Regions from separate parts of the Capsicum annuum genome. Here region 2 is linked to region 1. Evidence: chromatin contacts called from public Hi-C data. All regions are on one chromosome and are shown on one strand. The core of a region is the stretch at or near the end of the contact, and the rest is flanking DNA. Distances in the headings are between cores, read along the strand shown.

Region 1 (5,917 bases), core at 2,401-4,900:
TGATTATAAGATATGTTAGAGAAAAATTCTCAACAGTATATGTATGCCTCGATTTGCTCCTGAAGTAGCAATATCATGAAAGAGGTTCTAAGCTTTTATAATTTGAAATGTTTAAGGCACGATTATATTCCATTCTTGAAGAATGAGAATTTCGACTATTATAAGTACAGATCCATTTTCTAAGATGAATGTGGTAAGATTTAGTAAAACTTATTAATATAAACATGCACTTGATTGTAATTGTATCACAATAACTCACCTCCGAAAGAGGCTAAATAATTTTGAAATCTACTTCTGAAGTAGTAAAGCCGAAATCTATTCATGTCATAGTAAATCTGAAATTTACTAAAGTAAAGGCACATATCATGATAAACTTAGAGTTTACTAGTATAAAAGTTCATAAATTGATATGAACGATCACAACATTCCAAAGATGTCCATCAATTAAACATATACTGAAGAATTAGAAAATTCTTCATGTACTTTGAATGGTGCTTGCCCTCATAATAAGTTAGTTAGACCAACTAATTTTGGGAGTGGATCCCTTAAAATCTGAAAAGTATAAAAGGTGAATAAGGACTCGTTCACCTATCATGTGATATGTTGAAAAGATGCATCAATAAGATGATCACATGTACATTCATTGTCAACCTGCGTTTGATATGCATAAAGTTGCTTGCTCAATAAAATTGAGTTAAGAGCATAATTTTCAGATTGTATAATCAAGACAATTTATCATGATAATGTTGGTTTGGCATTAAATGCCTTCAATAAATAGTCGAACCACTGCTAATGATAACAAAGCTTTATATGTTGGTTTGAAATATGATATATACAAAAGTACTTGTATACATCAAACCAATAAATTATTATTAATCTCCCTCAAAGTTTATTTTGAGTCAAGAACCATACATTGTCCATTTAATAGTTTTGATATGCGGTATACGATTAATAAATATACCATGATGCACAAAGATGGATTCCTTAAAAAAGATAGAGCATGTATGTTAGTTTTCTTAACATAAGGGGGAGATTATAAGAAACTATGAAATATGTTAGGAATTATCACCAGATCCTCATTCAAAAGATAATTCAAGTCAAATGCCGAAAGCATCTCATATTTAAGTTGCAAGTGCTCCTGTTTTGTGTTCCTAAAGGACAAAGTCTATGCATGTGTGAAGCATGGTAGACCAATCGGTTTCAAATGAAATAATCCTTGAAAAGGATGCAGAGCAAATAATCATAATAAGAAGGCAATATGCTCTTGAAGAGCCTACAACATAACACTTCATAAAACCTTATGAGAGGTTCAGGTACCTAAAAATAATGAAGTAATGAGATCTCAAAATATTATATCACACTGTGAACTGATACAAAATAATATATCATCAATGATATCTTTGATACAATATTTGTGCAATATTGTAAAAGATTATGAGGATCTTAATTCTATGTTAATTTAAGCATGCTGACGTAGAAACATTTATCAAGTGACATAAAAGGATGCATCTTAGTAAGCATAAAACTTATTTGATTTGCAGTCCAGATACTTGAAGAAGTCACGTATGAAATGTTGAATATTGTCACTTGACAAAATTTACATAACTTGTTTAAGGATTCAAAATTTTTGAAGCATATAAAAGTTTCTGGGAAACTTATTTATAATCCTTATATTGTATAAGCTTATATCTTGAAAATTATTGAAACTCTTGAAGAGTTTTCAAAAGCAATAGAATATTTGCTTAAATGAGAAACATGCATAATTGAATAAGGATTCATTCCAAGCTCAAGAAAAGAATGAGGAACTCTTTGGTTAAGAAGTATCATATCTTAGTGTAATTGGTTCACTAATGTATCTTGCAAATACGCATGACATAGCCTTTTTTGATTAATTTGTTAGTAAGGTATATTTAGTTCTGCTCCTACTAGAAGACATCGGAATATGATCAAACATATGAGCTTATTTTATTCTAAAGATCGTAATCCTGATCTTTTGGTTATGCTGATGTTGGGTACTTATCTGATCCATATAAAGCTCGATCTCAAATAAGTTATATATTCACATGTGAGGATGTTGTCATATCTTGGAGATATACAAAGCAGTCTATATAGCCACTATATCAAACCATGCTGAGATAATAGCTATTCATGAAGCAAGCCGAGAATGAGTATGGTTGAGATCCATGATACATTTTATTTGAGAAAAATGTGGTGTGAAATGTGACATTGTACCCACAATTTTATACGGATATAATGCAGCATGCACAGCACAACTTAAGAGAGGATTCGTGAAAGGAGATAGAACGAAGCACACTTCATCAAAGTTTTTCTACATACATGAGCTCCAAAAGAATGGTGATATTAACGTGTAACAGATTCATTCAACTGACAATATAACTGATTTATTCACCAAGTTTCCTTCAATTGCAACTTTCAAGAAGATGGTGCACAAGATCGGGATACAAAGGCTCAAGAATGTTCTCATTAGGGGGAGTTAATACGCGTTGTACTCTTTTCTCCTTACGGGATTTTGTTCCATTGGATTTTCCTTGTAAGGTTTTTAATGAGGCAGCCTATATGCGTATTGTCAGAGATATATTCTTTTTTCTTTATTAGATTTTTTTTCACTGAGTTTTTTCTAGTAAGGTTTTAACGAGGCACATTATCTATCAATTAGACATTCAAGGGGGAGTGTTATAAATATATTACTATATATAGTGAATGTCTACTTTATCATATAAAGTGAATGTGTACTTTACCAATTATAGTGTGTCTATTTATGAAAAAGTTAGAAACCCCAAGATTAGTTTTTCCCTATAAATAAAGAAATTTTCTTTCATTATAATTAACCCATCAAGAATCCCTCAAGAGAAATAATATTCATTCTTTTTTCTCTCTCTATTCTTCTTCTTTGTTTTATATTTCATAACAATTATTTTATTTTATTTTATTTTTATTATAGGTAGTTATTTTAAGACTAAAGTGATAACAACTGTGTGTACTACATGACTTGACATTCACGTGCTGCAAAACTAATAAGGAAAAAGGCTCAAATATATTATTAAATTTTTTTAAAAAAAAACTCATTTATATTATCCGTTAAAATTGAACTCATTTAGATCATTGCCGTTAAACAAATGGTTGGTTATTGCCATTTTTATTAGCAGAAAACAGTTTTTGAACTTACAATACCACTTTTTACTCGTGACAAATAATAGTTCGGCCACGTCACTAATCAAATCAACCAAAATTAAAAACCCACCTGAATTTTAAAAAAAACCACCCTTACCGACCCACATCCCCTTTTAACCGATTAGAGTGAAGGTTATGAAGATGCTGATGATACAGTTGCTTTATCAAATTCTCTTGAAAATGCGTTGCCGTTGAGCAGTGGACTTGGGTCTAGTGCTGCTGATAATATAGCAACTTTAATCAAGGGTAGTTTTGTGTTGAGTAGAAGTTATGATCTACTAGAATTGATTCCATTGAAGTTTCCATATGAAAAAGATTTGTTTTTTTACTTTCTAATTCCGAATTCAAATCCCCAACGAAGAACATGAGGGCCGCATAGCCACCGGAGGTGACATGGAACTTTAGTCAGGCGGGAGGCATCGGTGGCCGTGATATTGCAGGAGTTTAGGCAAGGCGTTTCCATCGGATAAGATTGTCGAGCCGACAAGAGGCCGTTAATTCCTGGGATGGACGGGTGAAGAAGCGGCGTCAAAGGGCGTTTGGTTGCACTATAAGCAGAGCTGGACCTACTTTGGTGGCGGTGACGGATGAGGAAGAAAGCGAAGAAGTGTGAAGTAGGAATTAGAATGTGGGTCGGGTAAGTGCGTTTTTTTTTTAGTTTAGGTGGGTTTTTAATTTTTGGTTGATTTGATTAGTGACACGACCGAATTATTATTTGCCATGTGCAGAAAGTAGTATTGTAAAACCAGGTTCTTTTTCCTGTAAATAAAAATGATTGTTTAACATCAATGGCATTACTAAACTCTAACTTCTAATAAGTCTTTTCTCAAAGTTCGATAGCATATTTGAACTTTTTCCTTTTAAAAATTAGCCCCTACCAAGAAAGTCACAGATGTAACTATGAAGCGCGAATGAAGATCCGAGTTTCTGAGTATACGAGAGAAACGGTAATCAAAATTTTCTAATGCATTTAATTGATTTAACGAAAAAGTTAAAACCATGAATGAGTGTGCCATTTGAACTGTTTGTGCCATTGGATCAATACCATTTTTTCACCACAGTGCTACCAGCCTATGCCAAACAACTCAAAAAAAAAAAAAAGAGAGAAAAGATGACCCGACTGCCTACACATTGCTCTCCGACCAAGCTCCAAGGCTCTGGGATGAGACAGCTAAACACCTTGATCATACCAAGGGTCGTCCTACACCTAGATTCAAGAACGATTGAACCAAGGCCCAGTCGAACCATTTACATGCCCATTGCTGTGGATCCCAACACCATTTGGAACAAGGGATGGGGGCAGTCCAACAGCCATTGGAGGAGGAGCGGCAGGAAACAACGCATGAGTGGGTGGAAGATTATGGGGGCTTACTAAAGGACTACCAGCTGGACTTCCATTGCGGTGTTGGATGGCGTGGATCTGTCTGAGCCCTTCTTCATGAATCCGTGACAATGTCTCCAACTCATTCATTGATAAAGCTTCCAAGCCAGCTCCATACAGTGGGGCATGCCGAGACATTTCTTCCTGAAGTGATGCTTCAAGCTGACGGATGTATTGCTGAAAATGAAGCAACAAAAGAAAATAATCAGTTTTGATACCTAGCGCCTATCACAGTAAGTTCCACAGAAAAAAAAGAGTCGCAAGATGGCACCAAAATTGTGCCAAATTTGTACAGTAACAGTGATCACAAACGATGTGGAAGAAAGACAAATAAAACCAGAAAACTCAAAAGGGAAAAAGATTAAATCGTTAAATTAGCAGAAGTAGCCTTATATCCATGGAAAATTGCTTATCATTTTTATATTTTCCTATCTTGACTTCTGCAAGATTTATAAAAAAACAAAATAATTTAAAAAAAAAAAACGAATTAAAAAAGATCCACACCTTTGCTAGCTTTTGCACTCTTCTGCTACCTTTGAGAGGGTGAAAGTAAGGCACATCCAAGAAACCAACAAAAATTCAGTACTCTTATATATAGACTCAAAACACCTGAACCAGCCCTAGAAGGATATATAGAATGCAGTCCTGCCTTTCTAAATTATAACAATAAAGAAAAATATACTCCCTAAGTGATCAAATTTCCATAAATACTACGATGGCTGCTTTGCCTAATATATCTATACTTCATTTTTAAATTTTTTGTGATATTCGACTAGGTAGGAAAGATCCTTTTTTCTTACATTTTCACAACATAGAAGATTTAAACCACCTCCATAATGAAGGCAGAAAACAAGACATAAGGAAACAGGACAAGAAATATCAAGAGTAAGAACCTCGCAAGCCTCCAGCTTGGATTCCATTCCATCAATAAAAGCTTCACAGCGAGCAACCTGCTCCTCCTTTTCACGTTTCTCCCCTTCTGTTTGCCCAACTGTTTGGGTCAACCGGCGTACTTCATCCTCAAGTGATTTTCGTAATTCTTCTCTGGTCACTTTCTCTGTGGCATAGCGTTTCAATTCCTCATCAAATCTTTTCCGTGCAGCTTCAGCATTCTTTAACCTTTCCGCAAGAGCATTTTTCTCCTTCATCACTCTCTGCAAGATTGATAATTTACAGACGAGGAAAAAGAAAAATGTGGTGTGAATACATTTGGAGAACCCCAAAAGAAAACGAAAGAAACAAACACACAACAAATTTAATGTTGTTATACAGAATACAGAGAAGAAGAACAAGAAGAAAAGTTACTTTTAGATGATAAAAAAAAATATTCTGCTTATTTATTCA
Region 2 (6,210 bases), core at 3,041-5,540, 480 kb after region 1:
CCCCAATGATTCCTAGATTTTATGGATTAGTTGTTTGTTTCATTCTTAGATTTTTATTTTATCATTATCTTATTTATGATGATGCCAGATGAGCCTTCCCCTATGATAGATTGAGTGACAACATTCTTAAGGGAAAATCATCCTAATTGAATTTGGATCCATCGATGCAGGGGAAGTCTGAGTACCCATAGGATTGGAGTTTTGGGATCACCCTTATACCTATGGTGAAGTTGAGTAGCCATATGGTTTTCCCTGATGAGAGACAAAATGTGACACAACAGCTTGGTTTTGTGCAATCAATAAAAAAATTTGCGTGGTGTAAATGCAAAGTAAACACCCTCTTTGTCCAATTTTTTTTGAAAACCAAAGGCATGGACGTGAATAATTTTGTAACTATACTTTACCTATATTTGTGACTCCGAAGTCATTAATTTGTAATATATGGTAAATACCTCCTTTTGTATCTAGTAGGAAATGCAATTGAGCCTCCTTGAAAAGTTTGCATGACATATGCGGTGAGCATAGTTGTTTAACTCTCATACATACTTCTATCATCTAGAACATTCCTTGTTAGTTTCTCAAGGCTAATTGTGATTATGCTTGGTTGGTGAAATGATCTTAGGTCTTTTTTGTGAGCATAGGAAGCCACTTTAGCCTAGATAGCCTACCCATACATAGAATAGTATCCTTAGTTACCCATCTTGAGCCTAAACCACATTACAAGCCTTGAACCATTTGAAGTTTGTTCCTCTTTTGAACCCTACCATCCTTGAACTTATAAAAATGAAACATGAGGCCAAATTCCTAAGTTGGGGGTGGTAAGTCTTGGAAGAGGTGACCTTGGGCCATGATATTATAAGTGGATGACTAAAAGGCTAAGCAAAAAGACAAAGTGAAAAAGTGAAAAAGAAAGGAATCATCAAAAGAAGGAATGGCATAAATTATAAAAAATAGTCTAAAATAAAATGCTTTCAAAGAGATAGGTAAATCAAGGTAGCGTAAGTAGGTATGTGTGAATTTAGGAAACAAATAAAGTGGTCCATGGTAAAAAGTTTGGTTAAATGGTGTGATATAGATGTTAAAGGAGGGTGTAGACACTTTGTTCCTAAATGATATCATACCCTTTCCCGAACCTATGTTACAATCTTGAAAAAGCCCTTCGAGATATCCAACCAAATGTATTCTTAGTAGTGGCGATTGAAAATAAGGGCAAGCATATGGAATGGTACTTGTTAGCATAGAGAGAGTCTTTATGATAGTGAGTGTTTGCACTTAAATACCTTGTTGCATAATAGGTAATTTGGTGTGTTGGATTTTCTTATTATGAGCAAGCATGTTGACTAATTGAGGCGGGGGAAATTGCAATCTTTCGAGAATCAGGTATAGGAGAATAATTGAGTCACTATAGATAGGTAGTCACTTCTAGATAGTTTTTCTTTAAATTCTTTTGCATCTTTGAGATTGTGCTTTATGTTGAATGAAGTTGTGAGAATAGCTTTTACCATGTTTGAGAGCTACTTATTGGTGTTAACCAATTTTGAAGTCATTGTAATCATTTGGTCATATAAAGAGGCTTAAATTTGGATAGTCTCATTGAGTAAGAAATTGTGTTTCTTAAGGACAAGCAAAGGTTTAAGTTGGGGGTGTCGATGACTGGTAAATTTACCGCTCACTTATCTCCAAATTCGTGTACACTACTATGGTTAAATGGTGTTAATAAGACAAATTTGTTATTGGAATGCACTAATTCCTATGTTTTACAGGCATACAGGTGACGGAAAGAAAAGAAGTGAAATAAGCTTAAAAGAGATCAAAATAGGAAGAGTTAGTGCAAAAACTGGAAAAGCAGGAGCAGGAATTAAGCCTCTATTATCACAATCGCGGTCTGAGGGTCATGATTGTGACCAACCCAAATCTGTCAAAAATAGTGATCATGATGGCTTCACCGCGATCACAGAGGAGATCGTGATGAAGCAGAAAATAGCACAAAGGCAGGTTTGTAGTTTCCCACAGCTAGTTCCAATCTTTAAAATTGCACAGGGGCAGATTTGTAGATTTTAAAATGAATAGAGGTAGCATAAATTATTAATGTTAAAATATAATTTTAAAGTTATTGAGTAAATAAGTGATAATGTGAATGAAACTGACAACTCATGCCTCTATTTTCTCTTCTTTATCAAATTCTTTTGGCAAAATAATTTATTGGACCCTGTACTTGTATGTCTTTGTATTAAGGACCCTTCTACTCACCCTTTTACTACTGGATACATAAATTGAATAAGACATAATATTTTTAACCTCTTTTATGGCTACTCGGTGTGCATCTAGTACAATTGCTTACGTTTACATCATTTTTTAATACCACCTAAGAGATTAAATATTTAAAAAAATAATTAAATCACATACCCCTCACCCCCCAGTCCACTTCTTATGTTATTCATACCTACCATCTACTTTGTTCCTCTTTCCCTCATCTCTTTTTCTTCATTCACTAGGTCCCCTCTCATGCCCCCTCCCCAACATCCTCCCATCCACATTTTTTTCCTCTTCTTCATCAAACCCTCCACCCCACCCCACCCCCTCTTTTCTCTGTTATTCTTCTTCTTAGATCCCTTCTTCCTCCTTATTTCTTCTTCAGATTCCTTTTACTACAAAGTTAGTGAAACTTGGGGAAGAGATTATAAAAAAATTTCAAAGTAGAAATAATTTTATTATACTCTTTATTATTCGTAGTATTTGATGGTAGAAGAAGGGCTTGAAAGTTTTTTGTGATTTTATTTTGTTTTCTTTAATTTAGTTTCAAGGAGTAACAATATTTTCTCTTTAATTTAGTAAAGAAAAGATTTGTATTTTTTGATTGAAAATTTGGTTTAATTAAATATGACTTTCAAATTAGAGAGAAAAATAAAAAACACAAAATAAATTAAAACTTTGAAGGTCGTGAAAATAGAGGAAGAATTGAGGAAGGGTGGAATCGAAAAGTTTGATCGAGTGAACGAAGAACTATGAAAAAATTGGATTTTGGTGACAGGGCCAAATCAAAACATATTTTAGTTGAAGGGATTGAAAGGTGGGGTAAGGAAAAGAGGGTGGGGGTGGAAGAAAGAAGGTTGTCGGGCATTTTAAAATTTTTTGGTCCTTTTATTTATTTTAATTATTTTTAGTCAAAAATCTCACGTGTATGCGTCTTATATTCGTGATTTCAGTATTTATTCCAATGTAACCATTAACTTGCCAAATAAGCTTGTTCAACGGTCATAGGATTTAAAATATTGCATTTTAATGGGTTTAAGAGTTCAGCAAACAAAAAGATAAGTAAGAGGGTCCAGAATACAAACACAAATAAGTATAGGTCCAGTAGATATTTTGCCAATTCTTTTTAGAGCAAGACAAGTGGATCGCTTATATTAGTCATTATCGAATCAAATGTTGTAAATGCAGCTAGTCATAATCACATGATGAACGACTGATTTCTTTTGGGAGCAAAGCATGTGAAATATTGAAATCAAACATTGTCAAGTTAGGAAATAAACATATTTTTCAAATGGATTAAAATACCACATCCTACATATAGCATTTTAAAAGCAATACTCTTCATTTCCATAGTTAAATAACAAGTATTTATTCAATTTTGAGAGGATCATAAAAGTACAAGTGATGATGGAAGCCAACAAGGTGGAGATCATATCCAAAAAAATGATCAAATCATCCTTCCCAACTTCTCCTCTGCTTAGAATCCACAAACTATCATTTCTTGATCAAATCTCACCTCCAGTTTTCATCCCTCTAATTTTCTTCTATCAACTTTTTCGCAAATTAGTGTCTTTGAAGCAATCTCTATCTGATGCTTTAAGTTGATTCTTCCCGTTAGCTGGAAGGCTCGACGATAAAAAATATTTCATCGATTGCAATGATGCTGGAGCTGATTTTATTGTTGCTCAAGGTCATGGTTATAACTTCTCAGAGTATGTAGAAACTCCAAAAATGGAGAAACTAAGAGATTTCCTCCCAAAAGTAGAAAAGGATGATGATGATGATGATGATGATTATGATGATGTCCTTCTAGCAGCCCAAGTTAATTTATTTGATACAAGGCCACGGAGGGGACTCGAAAATTGTGCAACCTTATTTTAACCTGGCAACTACTCTTTTTCCACTGATAGACTTGTCTAATTCAAGTTTTAATACATCCTTAGGGATGAAAAAGGAAAAGTTCTAACAAAGAGGAGATTTGTTTTTTATAAGGAAAAGCTTGATGCCCTCAAGAAATCAGCTTCATCAGGATCACAAGAGAAAGATCCCACTCGCGTGGAAGCTCTATCAACCTTTATATGGGAGGAGACTTGGAAATTGAACAAAGATTCTAACAAGAAGATGTTCGTGCATGCAGTGAATTAAAGGTCGAGAATGAATCCAACCATACTAGACTACTTCTTTGGGAACTTATAGACAGCTGCGTTGGCATTTTCAGAAATGGTTGAAAGTAGTACAAGACACGATTTGATATACCAGCTAAGAAGTGAAATAAGGAAAATCAATAGTGATTACATTAGGAAATTAAAGAACAGACTAGACTTCTTGAAACATATGGGAAAGTTAGCTAAGATGTTTTTAAAAGGGAAGTTGAGTTTTGTAATTTTACAAGCTGGTGTAGGTTTCCTGTGTATAAAGTGGATTTCAGAAGGGGAAAGCCAGTATGGGTATGTACGACCATTTTTCGTATGAGAATATAATCATCTTTCTGCGCATAAAATACGGGGAAGGAATAGAAGCATGGGTTAACATGCTCGAAGATGATGATAACTTTATCGGAAATAACCTCTCTTACCTTCACAAAGTAGGAGCAAGATTTTTTGTTGGTAAATAAATATTTTATTTCACCAAAAGGATATTTTCAAGTTCCAAACAGGGTTAAACCCCCTGTTTCTCATACAGGAAATCAAAACTTTACCAACTCTAGGACCTCACCTATCAGTTAGGGATTCTAATCTAATAATAACTAACAAAGAGACGTTCTATCAAAATTACGATCAAGAAATTATAGCAACAATCAGGTGACTTCTTCATGGTACTGTAACTTGTTGTAGAGGAACTTCCCATTTCCTGTATGTTTGGCTTTGGATATTGACATGGATGGAAATTTCCCGATAAACCTGGTCCTAATTATACCTTCCCTATTAGAATAGGATAAGGTTCCTGGTTCTCCACATTGTATTGATCACCATCGCAAATATATAGCTAATGATGGAGCTTTTGGATAATCCTCCCTTTGTTTGTTTGGTCACCCACTTTAATTCAGTTGTCCAGTAACCTACATTCCTCTGTACTCCTATCCATTGCAGCAATCTGCTCTACAGTCTTCTAATGACATTACACTTCATGAATAGATGATCATGGGTCTCATCAGCATTTCGATAGAACACACATTCAACAGGTATTTGTATCCCAATTCTTGCTAGTCTTTCCACTATAGGGATCCTGTGGTGTAATGCTATCCATAATGTGAACTTATGCCTGGGATGTATACATGGGCTTAACATAATACCTTTCCAAGGGAATTTTGGATATTGAGGTGACAACGCATCATAAAGCTTTTTAATCAGGAACTTTGAGCCTTTGACACATGATGCCAGTCTAGTCTGCAAGTCTTCTTGTAATCCATGGGCCCTCATAATCTGTTGTATTGAATCAATGATCTTCCTGATAACCAGAGTAGAATTTTTTGGGCTTGCATAGGACTCTATAGAATTATTTTTTATGTAATAGATATGAACCCATTTAATCCAAAGACAGTCATTCTTGTCAGCAAGATCCCAGAGCTGTTTTGTAATAGCAGTTGCATTCCAAAGGTATAAGTTCATGACATTTAGACCCCCTGCGGCCTTTGGAAGGAAAATCTTTTCCCAATCCACAAGTGCTTTTTTAGAAGTCAGTATATTTCCAGTCTACAAAAAAAACTCTACACAACCTATTTATCATCTTCATAATTTTCTTTGGTAGCAAGAATATCTGTGTATAGTAAGTTTGGATAATAAACACCACAACCTTTATTAGCTGGAGTCTTCCTGCATATAAGATTAACTTTGCACTCCAATATGTCATTCTTTCAACAACCTTTTCCACCAAGGGCATGCGTTGATCTATAGTAATCTTTTTTGAGGAAAGAGGTACACCTAGATATTTAAGGGGAATACCCTCCTCCTTGTAGCC

What was found. Hi-C and Micro-C count contacts between places; a contact is called where the count stands out from the background.
Region 2: a Hi-C map of leaf shows a contact between it and region 1, with 3 times the contacts expected there. The contact joins two enhancer-like sites. A contact is called at or near these places in 2 of 5 Hi-C or Micro-C datasets (leaf and placenta).

Annotation. Positions count from the first base shown.
Region 1 is chr6:98,716,576-98,722,492 of UCD10Xv1.1, forward strand. LOC107873225 reads right to left here. Exons shown (of 10, transcript XM_016719983.2): 9 at 5,467-5,727; 10 at 4,141-4,750. The coding sequence ends at 4,406. Among protein-coding and RNA genes, the nearest start is that of LOC107873225, 40 kb to the right of the region's middle. Within about 2 kb of position 3,651, at least 4 of the 5 cell types and tissues checked have an H3K27ac peak or open chromatin away from gene starts, as enhancers often do. A contact at or near this core is called in leaf, where this site is marked.
Region 2 is chr6:99,198,176-99,204,385 of UCD10Xv1.1, forward strand. No RefSeq gene overlaps it. Among protein-coding and RNA genes, the nearest start is that of LOC107873228, 12 kb to the right of the region's middle. Within about 2 kb of position 4,291, at least 4 of the 5 cell types and tissues checked have an H3K27ac peak or open chromatin away from gene starts, as enhancers often do. A contact at or near this core is called in leaf, where this site is marked.